Regions from separate parts of the Siniperca chuatsi genome. Here region 2 is linked to region 1. The links are chromatin contacts, called in public Hi-C maps. All regions are on one chromosome and are shown on one strand. Each heading gives the region's core, a stretch centred on a gene start, on an enhancer-like site or on the middle of the called end of the contact. The rest is flanking DNA. Distances are from core to core; before and after follow the strand shown.

Evidence for each region. A called contact is a pair of places that touch in the nucleus more often than the background predicts.
Region 2: a Hi-C map of an unstated tissue shows a contact between it and region 1, with 5 times the contacts expected there. The contact joins the promoter of ywhaba here to the promoter of lsm3 in region 1. A contact is called at or near these places in 2 of 3 Hi-C or Micro-C datasets (skeletal muscle and an unstated tissue).

What each region holds. Positions count from the first base shown.
Region 1 is chrLG2:4,884,214-4,889,343 of ASM2008510v1, forward strand. It overlaps lsm3 (snRNA-associated Sm-like protein LSm3), which reads right to left and starts at 2,723. Exons shown (of 4, transcript XM_044221553.1): 1 at 2,571-2,723; 2 at 392-502; 3 at 64-159. The coding sequence starts at 2,591. LOC122887890 (a long non-coding RNA gene) reads left to right here. Exons shown (of 3, transcript XR_006380633.1): 2 at 3,650-3,705.
Region 2 is chrLG2:5,039,853-5,044,987 of ASM2008510v1, forward strand. ywhaba (14-3-3 protein beta/alpha-A) reads left to right here and starts at 1,428. Exons shown (of 7, transcript XM_044221622.1): 1 at 1,428-1,566.

The DNA.
Region 1 (5,130 bases), core at 1,473-3,972:
CCACAACAGTAGCTGTTCAGTAAGAAGAAATTAGGCTGTAACAGGGAGAAACCCATGTTGTACCTTGTAGAGCTCTTCATAAGTCTCCTCGTCAATCTCCACCGTCGTCACTGTCTCCTCCACGTCGCCCAGGATCATGTTCAGGTGCTGATCGTAGGCCTTCGACAAACAAACAACCAAAAATATGAACTGAGAGAAGTACACACAAAGGCTTGCAAAACAAGAGCACAGACTGAATATTTAAAAAGGAATTCCCGGTAGGACATGCTGACTGCTCTAAATTTCGGTCCTACTACTCTAAAATATAGAAACCCACCACACAACCACACACACTTCCAGGTGTTTCAGTGTTTTTGAGACAGTGTGAGCAGACACTGGGTGTGTTGCTTACATGCAGTCGGCCGCGGAGCTCCCGGTCGTTCCTCATCTTGACGTAGATCCTCTCATCTAGACTGAGTCTGATTAGATCGAGTGGCTCCTCAACCGTGTTGGTAGTTGGTTGCTGCAGACACATAAAGGACAATAGTTTGACCTATGACAGATACGGATTTCAACAAAAAAAAATCCTATTTCAGTGGACTGCTGCTTCCATAAGGTAGTTAAGCCCAGCATTCATTCACTAAACAGCTAAGGGCAGATGTACACAGCACCCAGCTGTGCCACGTTGCGGCTGCACTCCAGCTCCGTTGTGCTTTCAATGTCCACTGGAAACGTTTCAGAAGCGCACTGTCTGTTCTTTATCAGCCACATTTATAATGGTTTAGAGTCGTTTTGCCGACAATATTTTACAAGCATAAATACATGTCTGGAGCTCATTAGATGTGGTAACAGATGCTTTCTACTTGAATATATACTATTTCATCACTCATTTTAAATGTTAATATAGCCGATCTCAAAGCACAGCTTTTGCCATTAATTTGTATTTGTTTATTTTGAATGATGTCATGATCGTAAAAAAATAATGATGTTATCTGCAGCTCAGCTGCTTGGTAGTGACTGCTGGTCACAATAAAATTGTGTTAATGAGAACAACTATGGTGAACTCGGCTGCATTAAAACTTATAGGTGATCACAAGGAGCAGGAGCAAATTCCTTGGTATCTTTGTAAAACCCAGAAGGTCATTTAACAGCACTCACAGCTGTTTCAAGTTATTTCCTAAATCCTCACAGACTCATCTGATTAAAACATATTATGTCTGCTGCACCATTGAAAACATTTTTTAACAAGTTACGTCTCCATTTCCTAATCCAAGTTGCTGGAAATCTCCTTGCTAGTTTTGAAAGAAGTATAAAAATGCATTATTTTGTATGAAAATAGAAAACAATGGAAAGTAACGTAAATACAGACAAATACAGCTGATAACTAAACTCTTAAATTTGGGTTTGCATTGTACAAATTGATCAATGAGGGACATGTGTCATTCCTGGCTACCATCTTTGCTTGGATTAGAAAACAGAGTTGCACCTTGGGAAGCTGGTTAAAATACTTTTTTCTAGTGCAGCATACAGACCTGTTTAAATCCAGGTGGTTAGAACAGTCATTGGGGATTTTGGAAATACTTTCCAAAACAGAGTCAAGAGTTGTTTTAACCAGTCCTCTGGGTTTTTCCAAAGGTCACCAGGGATTTCTTTTCTCTCTTACTTTTAGAACAGATGCTTAACTCTGTGACTCTAATATGATGATAGTAAATGAGAGGCACAAACTGGGGCTACAGCTGGTGAAATGCTTGGTGCATAATTTAGAGATGTAACACATTTCAACTTAATCAAAGAGTAAATTCAGCCACCAGCACACAACGACGGTGTCCTTGGGGGAAAAAAAACAAACTGTGACAGTGGAAAAGCAGCAGAAGATCTGTGATGGGAGGAGCAGATAGATACGAGATGAGTGGAAGAAGTGTGTGTTTGTGTTGCAGTTTCTAAAGCAAGGTGCACTGCAGACAAGTGTTGGCTTCAATACAAGGCCAGCGTCCATAAAGCATGGTATGTTGGAGAAGAGTCTTGCAACTCATTTAATTTTCAGTAACTTGAAACACCATGCAGCTGAAACTTAGAGCAAAGCTCAATTCAGTTCTTACAATAAATTTAGGGCAGCTAAATCAGACCTAACTAATCCAAACTGAACAGAAAAGTCAATGGGATTCTAATGTTTACTTTACAATTGACCCTACTGTCTTTTCTACATTTTATCTTTGAGCATTTACGTTTGGAGCCGGAACATTTGTTATAAACAAAACGAGTCAACCTCGTTTAACTAGTAACGTTATTCCGTTGTTATCCCACACAATAAACCAAAAAGGAAACTGGTCAACACTGATAGCTTCGTGCTTTCTTATATTTACCAGTTGTAATGTCATTTTGACGGTAGCATTACATGCTAACCCGGCTAATTTAGCTAGCGTGTTTGACAGGCCGCTCCGCGCTGTTAACAGAACAAACACAAACAAAGTAACACGATGAGCACCCTAAAACAAGTACACAGGTAAAACTGCCTGCTGTCCTTATTTCATCCTAATTATATACACGCTGTTTTAGAGAATAACAGCACAATTTAACGCGGATGCACCAACCTGCTCAACTTCGTCCGCCATGGGTTTTGAGTCTGCGTCGCGTAGTGTGACCTGTACGGGGGTTGCCAGGTTCGCAGAAAACCCCTGTTTTCAGATAACTACGCAGCGGACGTACTTGTTTGCAAGTAATTTCTCCTGCATTGATCTGCCTGTTATTTAGTGTAATGAAAAGTGTGTGTTCGGTTATGTATAGTGTGTCCAACACCTGATTACATGTGCTGCAAAGTGTGAATTTGTGTTGTGTATTCCAGTCACCTTGGCAGAGATGCTTAATTCCTACTAAAGTTTTTTTTTTTGTGTCTTATTATAAATCATGGATTTTTATTTCCTTTGATTTCTTGTGTCTTTTTGTGATGTTTGCTTTAATCAAAGTACTTGCTGTAGTATATTATATTATTGTTGTTGTATTATTAGAAAAAAAACGCCATATTAACAATTCTACCAGATCTATTATTACAACTTGTACTAGCAGTAGTAGTGATAATAAGGAAAAGAAGCAAAAAAAGAAGAATATACAGTACTTTCACACTATAGTTGTTAAAAGTAACTAAGTACATTTGCTCAAGTAGGCTACTGTACTTCAGTACAGTTTTGAGGTAATTGTATTTTACTTGACTATTTCAATGCTACACCCTACTACATTTCAGAGGGAAATATTTTTACTCCACTACATTTATCTGACAGATGTAGTTACTTTGCATATTAAAACAAAAAAACATATGATGACCTTAAAGAGCACAATGCATTGTTATAGATTAAACTACCTCACAACAATAAAATGCCACTTAATGAATCAGTATTAACTGATAATGTAATATCAAAATACATTTTCTGCAGAACGAGTAGGCCTTTTACTTTGATACTTTAAGTGTGATAATAGCCTACTTCTGTACTTTTACTTGAGTTAGAGTTTGAATGCAGAACTTTTACGTCTAATTTAGTATTTATACATTGTTGTATTGGTACTTTTACTATCTGAAAACTTCCTCCACCACTGTACACTACACATGCGTACCTGCTACAAACCTGGCAACCCGCTACGTGAAGTTAAGCAGTACCACTCTCCTCTCTCTTTCCAGACCTTTCCATCCTCCACGTCTCCATGCAGCGCCACTAACAGTCAAACTGTTCAATGGTACGTGATAATTTAATCCCAAACTTTATAATGTTTTGCCACTTAAGGCTCATTTCTATTCCGTCACCAAGTGTAGACATTATTTACAATCTATTGTGTTATATCGAGCGACTGTAAATCAACAACTGCCAAGTTTGTCGTGTCAAATTTACAGCCGGACTATCGCGTAACAAGGTCAGCGGTGTTGTGAGTTCAGGTTAAAATAAGTGTTAGCCACTAAAATACTACATTCGGAGGGTTACAAGGCAAACAGTCTCGTAAGACATACAGATGTCTGTTTATAGAGATTACAAGGCAAACAATACTGATATGATATCGCCAAGTATGACAGACTGTTAGACGTTAAAACCGTGAATTCGTGTGACGTTGAGTTAAATAATTGTTAACTTGCAAAAAGAAAACAGCAACGTTAGCCGTGTAAATACAATGGACAGGATTTAGGTGAGTTTTCCCTGTTATATCCACGTATGAGGCTGCATGTTTTTCTTTAGGTAAGTAGATGTATGGCCCATATGTTACTGTACTCCCACTGTGTTTATGCCACGTGTGCGTGTGTCCTTCAGCAGGTTGGAAAGTTGAATAAGTTAACACATTAAGGGTGTAGTATTATTTTTTTCAGTGTTTTGTAGGTTTTTAGTTAAAATCATTAAGCTCAAACTTATTTTTAATAGATGATTTCTGTTACTTGTGTGACGTCTGTTAGGACATACACACCTATGTAGGTAAATTACACAAAAAATATGTAAACAAGTAGGAAAGTAGGCCACTATTCATTAACTAGGCCTACTTAATGTTTTGTCTCTACAAAGAGTACAGAAGAAATGATTTAGAATAGGATAGAAAAATGCCTATCGTCAATAAACAATGACAAGACAAAACTGGAAATCCACACATTTGAGAAGCTGGAACCATCAAGTGTTTGGCAATGTTGCTTGAAAAATGACTTAAACGATTCATTGATTGTCAAAATAGTTGCTGAATAATTGTCTGTTGATCGACGAATGAACCGTTGCTGCTCTGATTTAGAATATCTGATTTTGTGTGTCTACATATTTAACTTTAAACTAAGCTCCAGCTCATTCACACTCTGTGTGTGTCTTATACTTCTTTGTGTTTCTTTGTTTCTGTACATATGAATAATCAATGTGTGTCAGTCTGTGTGTGTGTGTGTGTGTGTGTGTGTGTGTGTGTGTGTGTGTGTGTGTGTGTGCCTCTTCTCCCAGTTCAGCCCAGTGCTACATACTGGGTGTTTGTGCAGGCTGAGGAGGCAGAGCAGAGCAGTGGTGTTACCCATTCCACCCTCAGCTGCAGCATGGCTCTGTGGTGGAAGAGATCCCTGCTACAGACTAAACGCAACAACTAACCTGTGGCCCCAAACTAGTATTTGACTGATGACAGTTTTGCTTATTTAAAGTTAAAACAGCC
Region 2 (5,135 bases), core at 178-2,677, 150 kb after region 1:
ACAATTCAAGATGGAAAATGTGCATCGTTTAATCGGCTGCAGAAAAAAAAAACACAATGTTCCTCACACACACTTTTTTCATCATTTACAAATTCAGAATTACGTTAGAAGCCTCCTAATTTTTTAACTCCTGTTTAACCCCCACTCTTTGATTATTTGATTATTATTGTTTATTATTATCTGATCTTTCTTTTTTGATTTTTTTCCCTTTCAATTCCAGGCATTTGATGTCCAAACTGGTACATATTTTTAGCAACCCTTGTGGCGTGGCTAGGGATGGCACTGTCTGTCAATCATTCGGTTGGTTCACTTAGGTCAAGATTGAAAAACTTTGTCAACTATTAGCTGGACTGGCACAGAATTTGGTACAGACATTCATGGTTTCCAGGGGACAAATCCTAATGTCTCCTGACTTTTCATCAGCAGGTGGACAATTTGGGCTCAAAGTGAAATGCCTGGACAAATATTGGATGGATTGCCATAAAAGTGGGAACAGACATTTATGCTCCACAAAGAATTCATTTTAATCTCAGGCAGTGTCCAAAATCACTCCATATTTACTCTATAGTGCCCTGAAAAATTTCACCAATGGAACAAAAAAGGTGTGTCCATGGCATGTACACTGCTTTTTACAAACAACCGGAAAATTTTAAAGCGTTGCATTTGATACATGGAAGAAATAAGCCAATAGTTATGTGACACTGTAGGTGTCAGTGATGACTCGAAATGTTGATGATTCACAATTGTTCAAAATCTCAATTTACTGCTCACTAGAGCAAGGGTCTCAAACTGAAATTACGTGGGGGTCACTGGACAGGTCGTGGGGGGGCCGCTTGAACACTTGGCTGTCAAAATAGATAAATAAATAAATAAAATAAGACAGCTAAAGTGTTCATGTTGAAAAGTTGCTCTGTTAGGCACAGCTTGCTTTCTTAAATATGAAAATCAAATTTTTTATGCTTCGAAGTGCGTCTATTATGTAGTGAACGAGAGATTTCAGATACAGCTTTCGTCTTGTCATGTCTGTTTGAGTGTCTTTTTTAATGTTTTGAATGATAAAATTCTCAAATGAATCAGAAAAAAAAGTATGTAGAAAATGTATTAATAAAGATACAATAATGATTGTTGATGGACTGTGTGTTTCAGGGTTTGCAGTGGTTGTGTAGGTGGTGTGGTGGGAGAAACAGACCTGCTTGTTATAAAGTATGAACGCTTGTAAAAAATCAGTATAACCCACACAAAGCTGTGTCAGCTGACACGATGGTGAACTCAGATACGACAGTAGCGGCCTCATGGAGACAGTTGCCACGGAGACCGGCGTACGTCATCCTGTAGCGGTTGCCATAGTCCTCCTGACGTCAAAGCCCCTCGCAAGATGCTCAGGAAACCCCCTGGCGCGGTTACCATGGATACTGGCGGGGGGAGGGGTGGGGTTTAGAGGAAGCGGAAGTGTCAGAGCAGGCGGAAGTGGTACTGCCCTGAATACCCTGAGCAGCAAGCAGAGGACGGCTTGATAAACTCGCATCTTCCAGAGAATAAAATCGGGATTCCTAGTACGCTCTAAATGTGAGTTCACTTGCATATCACTCGATTATTGCCTTATATGCAGGGTAAAGAGAGTCATACGGGGAGAACGGCAGACCCAGCGGTGAACCCATTCCCTGCCTCTGCGGCGGAAGGTGCCTATTGTGGTTTGGGGCTGGGTGCGAGGATTTAGGCCGAGACTTGTGGCCAAATAGCGAGAAATAATCCTCAAAACACCTGGCATGAGGTTGTCTGTGCTCTTTGTGCTGTCGAATGCGCTATATATCGTTGATTTTTTGATATTTTTTTAAGGCCCAGACTCCGGTCGATGCCATGCATGGTACGCGGTGACCGAGTAGAGAGGGAGAAGCAGCAACCAAGTTTGGCCATTTTGACAGTTTAGCAGCCGTGCCCAGGCCGTCGTAAGAGCAGCCTAGACATTTTAGCAACCAGTGCTCAGTACATGGCACGGCGGATAATGTAAAGCTAGTACTGAGGGGCTGCCATACCTGGACAACCGACAAATCTGGCCTTATTCGCAGAACTGACAGAAGACAGAACAGCGTAATTGGCGGTGTCTTTAGCTCAGCTCCGTCATGGCGTAGTGAAACGATATTGAAGCTAACACACCCTCCCTATTTCTCGGGAGTTTCCCCTCAAATGCGACTGCAATTTTAAAAACGTTTTCTTTCGATATCGTTTAACTGCCAGGGGGGCAGCTGTGAAACGGAACAGATGCCATATTTAATCCTCCTAGCTATTTCAGCTCACAGCTCGCCATTCAGTTTGAACTGGGTCAGGTCCCGTTAGCAGCTAAGCTAACAGTTAAAGCCAACGGCCGTGCTGTGACGTTCAGTTAGCATGCTAGCTGGCGGTAATCTATCTCTCCATCTTAAAATTCCGCAGGGGAATGCGACAAGGAGGGCGTAGCTGCTGCCAGGCCGATTTAACGCTACAACCCTAATATTCTTGGCCGGCAGGGCTGTTTTTAAACGTTCGTGTCAAAACGTTTGCTGGGACGATGGTATTTACGTTAAGCTATTCAGTGCATCTCTGCTGATGATGAAGATGGTGTTCCCCATTTTTCTCGGTGCGCATAAGCCTGTTAACCTTAATAGTTAGCTAGGTGGTTGGATAACAGCATTGCTAATGTTGAGTGTGTTGGTGTCGTGCCAGATGATTGTAGCTGACCCATAAGGCCAAGGTGGATCAATTTTAACCGATGTGCGGGTCGCTGGGGCGGTTAACTCTCGGTAATGCTTAAATAATGAGCTTGTAACCGTGATAAGCGGCATTTTACCCGTATGCTAAATGCTAACCTGAGGATGCTAAAATGTGCAAAAATAAAACAGATTTGCCAGTAAGGCATTACACGGTTGTTGAAATGACAGCACTGTGTGAATGTCTCATGCAACCTGAAGCAAGCTGAATATTCACTTTCTATTCAACTTTGCAGAAAAGCCTCTATTTCCCTGGTATTTACACTGTACATATTTTCCTGTCTGGGTTTATTTAATGGCCTGTCAAATTCATTGTTCTATTGAAAAACCTGTGAGTGGTGAAATCTACGACCACTTTAAAAGCATGCCAATAAAAAGATTAAATATTTTATAGGAATTTAGTCAATTTAATGGTGACATAAACATAATAGGAACCTGAGACCATCAAAAGACAAGATATGGGCAAAAATACACAAAGTGGTCTGACAAATAAAATAATTAGTCCAGTTAATGTTCATCAGAGTAGTGAAATAAATTAAATTATAGCTACCATTTTTATAATAATTAATTATAACAGTGTTTTCATGAGCATGAAAATGAATCCAAAATTTACACTATCTTGTGTATGGTTGTATTTTTATCATGTTAAGAGTGTAAGGCAAGTTAGTATGTATAGCACATTTCAACAACAAGGCAATTCAAAATCATATAAGGCATGGGAAGTCAGCAAATGATAAAGTGTTTGGCATTTTTGCTTGAAAAGTGACATGATTAGTTGATTACCAAAAAGTTGCAGAATTTTCTGCCGATCGAGTTATCAATTAATCAACTAATATTTAAGATCTAAGTTACATGAAGAGGTTAGTTAGACATTGAAAGTAATGCTTAACTCAATCTATTTTAAATGTTTATTAGTTGTAAAATCCATAAAGTAAACACCACCTTTCCCATAATCATTGTTATAACTGGTTTGGTGTTTCAATATAAAATTAAATAGTGTCTTGTCTGTTGATTTTATATGTATGACTATCAAGACGTGTAATGTGATTTTAAAAGGTGCTGCTAAAATCCCTCACTCTCAGATCAACAACTGAAACTGAGCACATAGTGGTGGGGATTTTGCCAATACAAAACAATCAGATTTCACTTATGTCAACCACAACACAACAATGGTGAATTTAGAGGGATCTCAAGTTTCTTCTCAATGAGTGTCCTGATAATGGAGGAAATGGGTATCTGAAGTTATTATGATCCCAAGCACTAATGGGCTCACCATTTTGTTTTTCGGTAAACAAAGGTCACAGCACCCAATATCAGCAGATAATTGATTTTACGATTCAGCCCTTGAATCGGCACTGGAAATGTGCCATTGGTGTGCTCCCAGCTGAGAGGCTAATAATTACTCTGCAGACCGCAGGAAGTGCATAAGAGAGGCAGCAGGATCAAACTTTGTGAATGACAAAGTTTTTCTTTTATTTAGTCCCCTCCCATCTTTTCATTCAAGTCAGAAGTCATACTGTTGCTTCACACTACTCCAACAGTCTTATGTTAAATAAATATCATAACTTACATTGAGAAAATGTGGTTAAATTTGTTTCGCGTGATACTAATGCTAGCAATATTGTTTTATAGAATTGTTCTTTATTGACGCACACAATTCAGGAAGTAAACATCACATATATGCTCACATTATTAGTGAGCTATAAACAATTTGACCTCAAGTCAAGGAGGTTTTATAAACCAATTTTTTTTTTCCAAGCAAATTTTTTTACAAATTAACCTACTTTTAGAACAAGTGCCAGTTAAGTGCAAGTTAAAGTTGAATGGAAATTGCTCGCATATAATCAAGGTGTGAACAATATGGATAGAATCGTGGTATGTGTAATATTTTCAATCACAATATCAATATAGATCATGATTTAGTACATTTTCTGGAAAATCAATTAATTGTCAATAGATAAAATAACCAGGCATGAATGTCTATTTCTGGTTAATCCAGGAAATTAGATACCTGATGAATCAAGATGCTTCATTACATTGATGCAAAATTCATACAAAATATTTCTGTAAAGCGGTCCTGCTCAATGGTTTACGACATTGCCCGTGGGCTAATACAGCCACAGATATTAAAGCGATAGCTACCACTGTATGGCAAAATCTCTACATATTGTCATTTTGCCCAACCCTAGAGTGACAAGTGATTTCAGGTATGGCTGGGGCCAATTCTTTTTTTTTATTCAGGATTATCAGTAGCTCACAACCATGAACAATTAAATTAATTATGTTTTTACACATGGAAAAAATAATTCTGCACACTTATATGATACCATGAATTGAGCGGAAGATAACATAAGAGCCACAATTGAACCACCTCTTTTGAATGTTACAGTG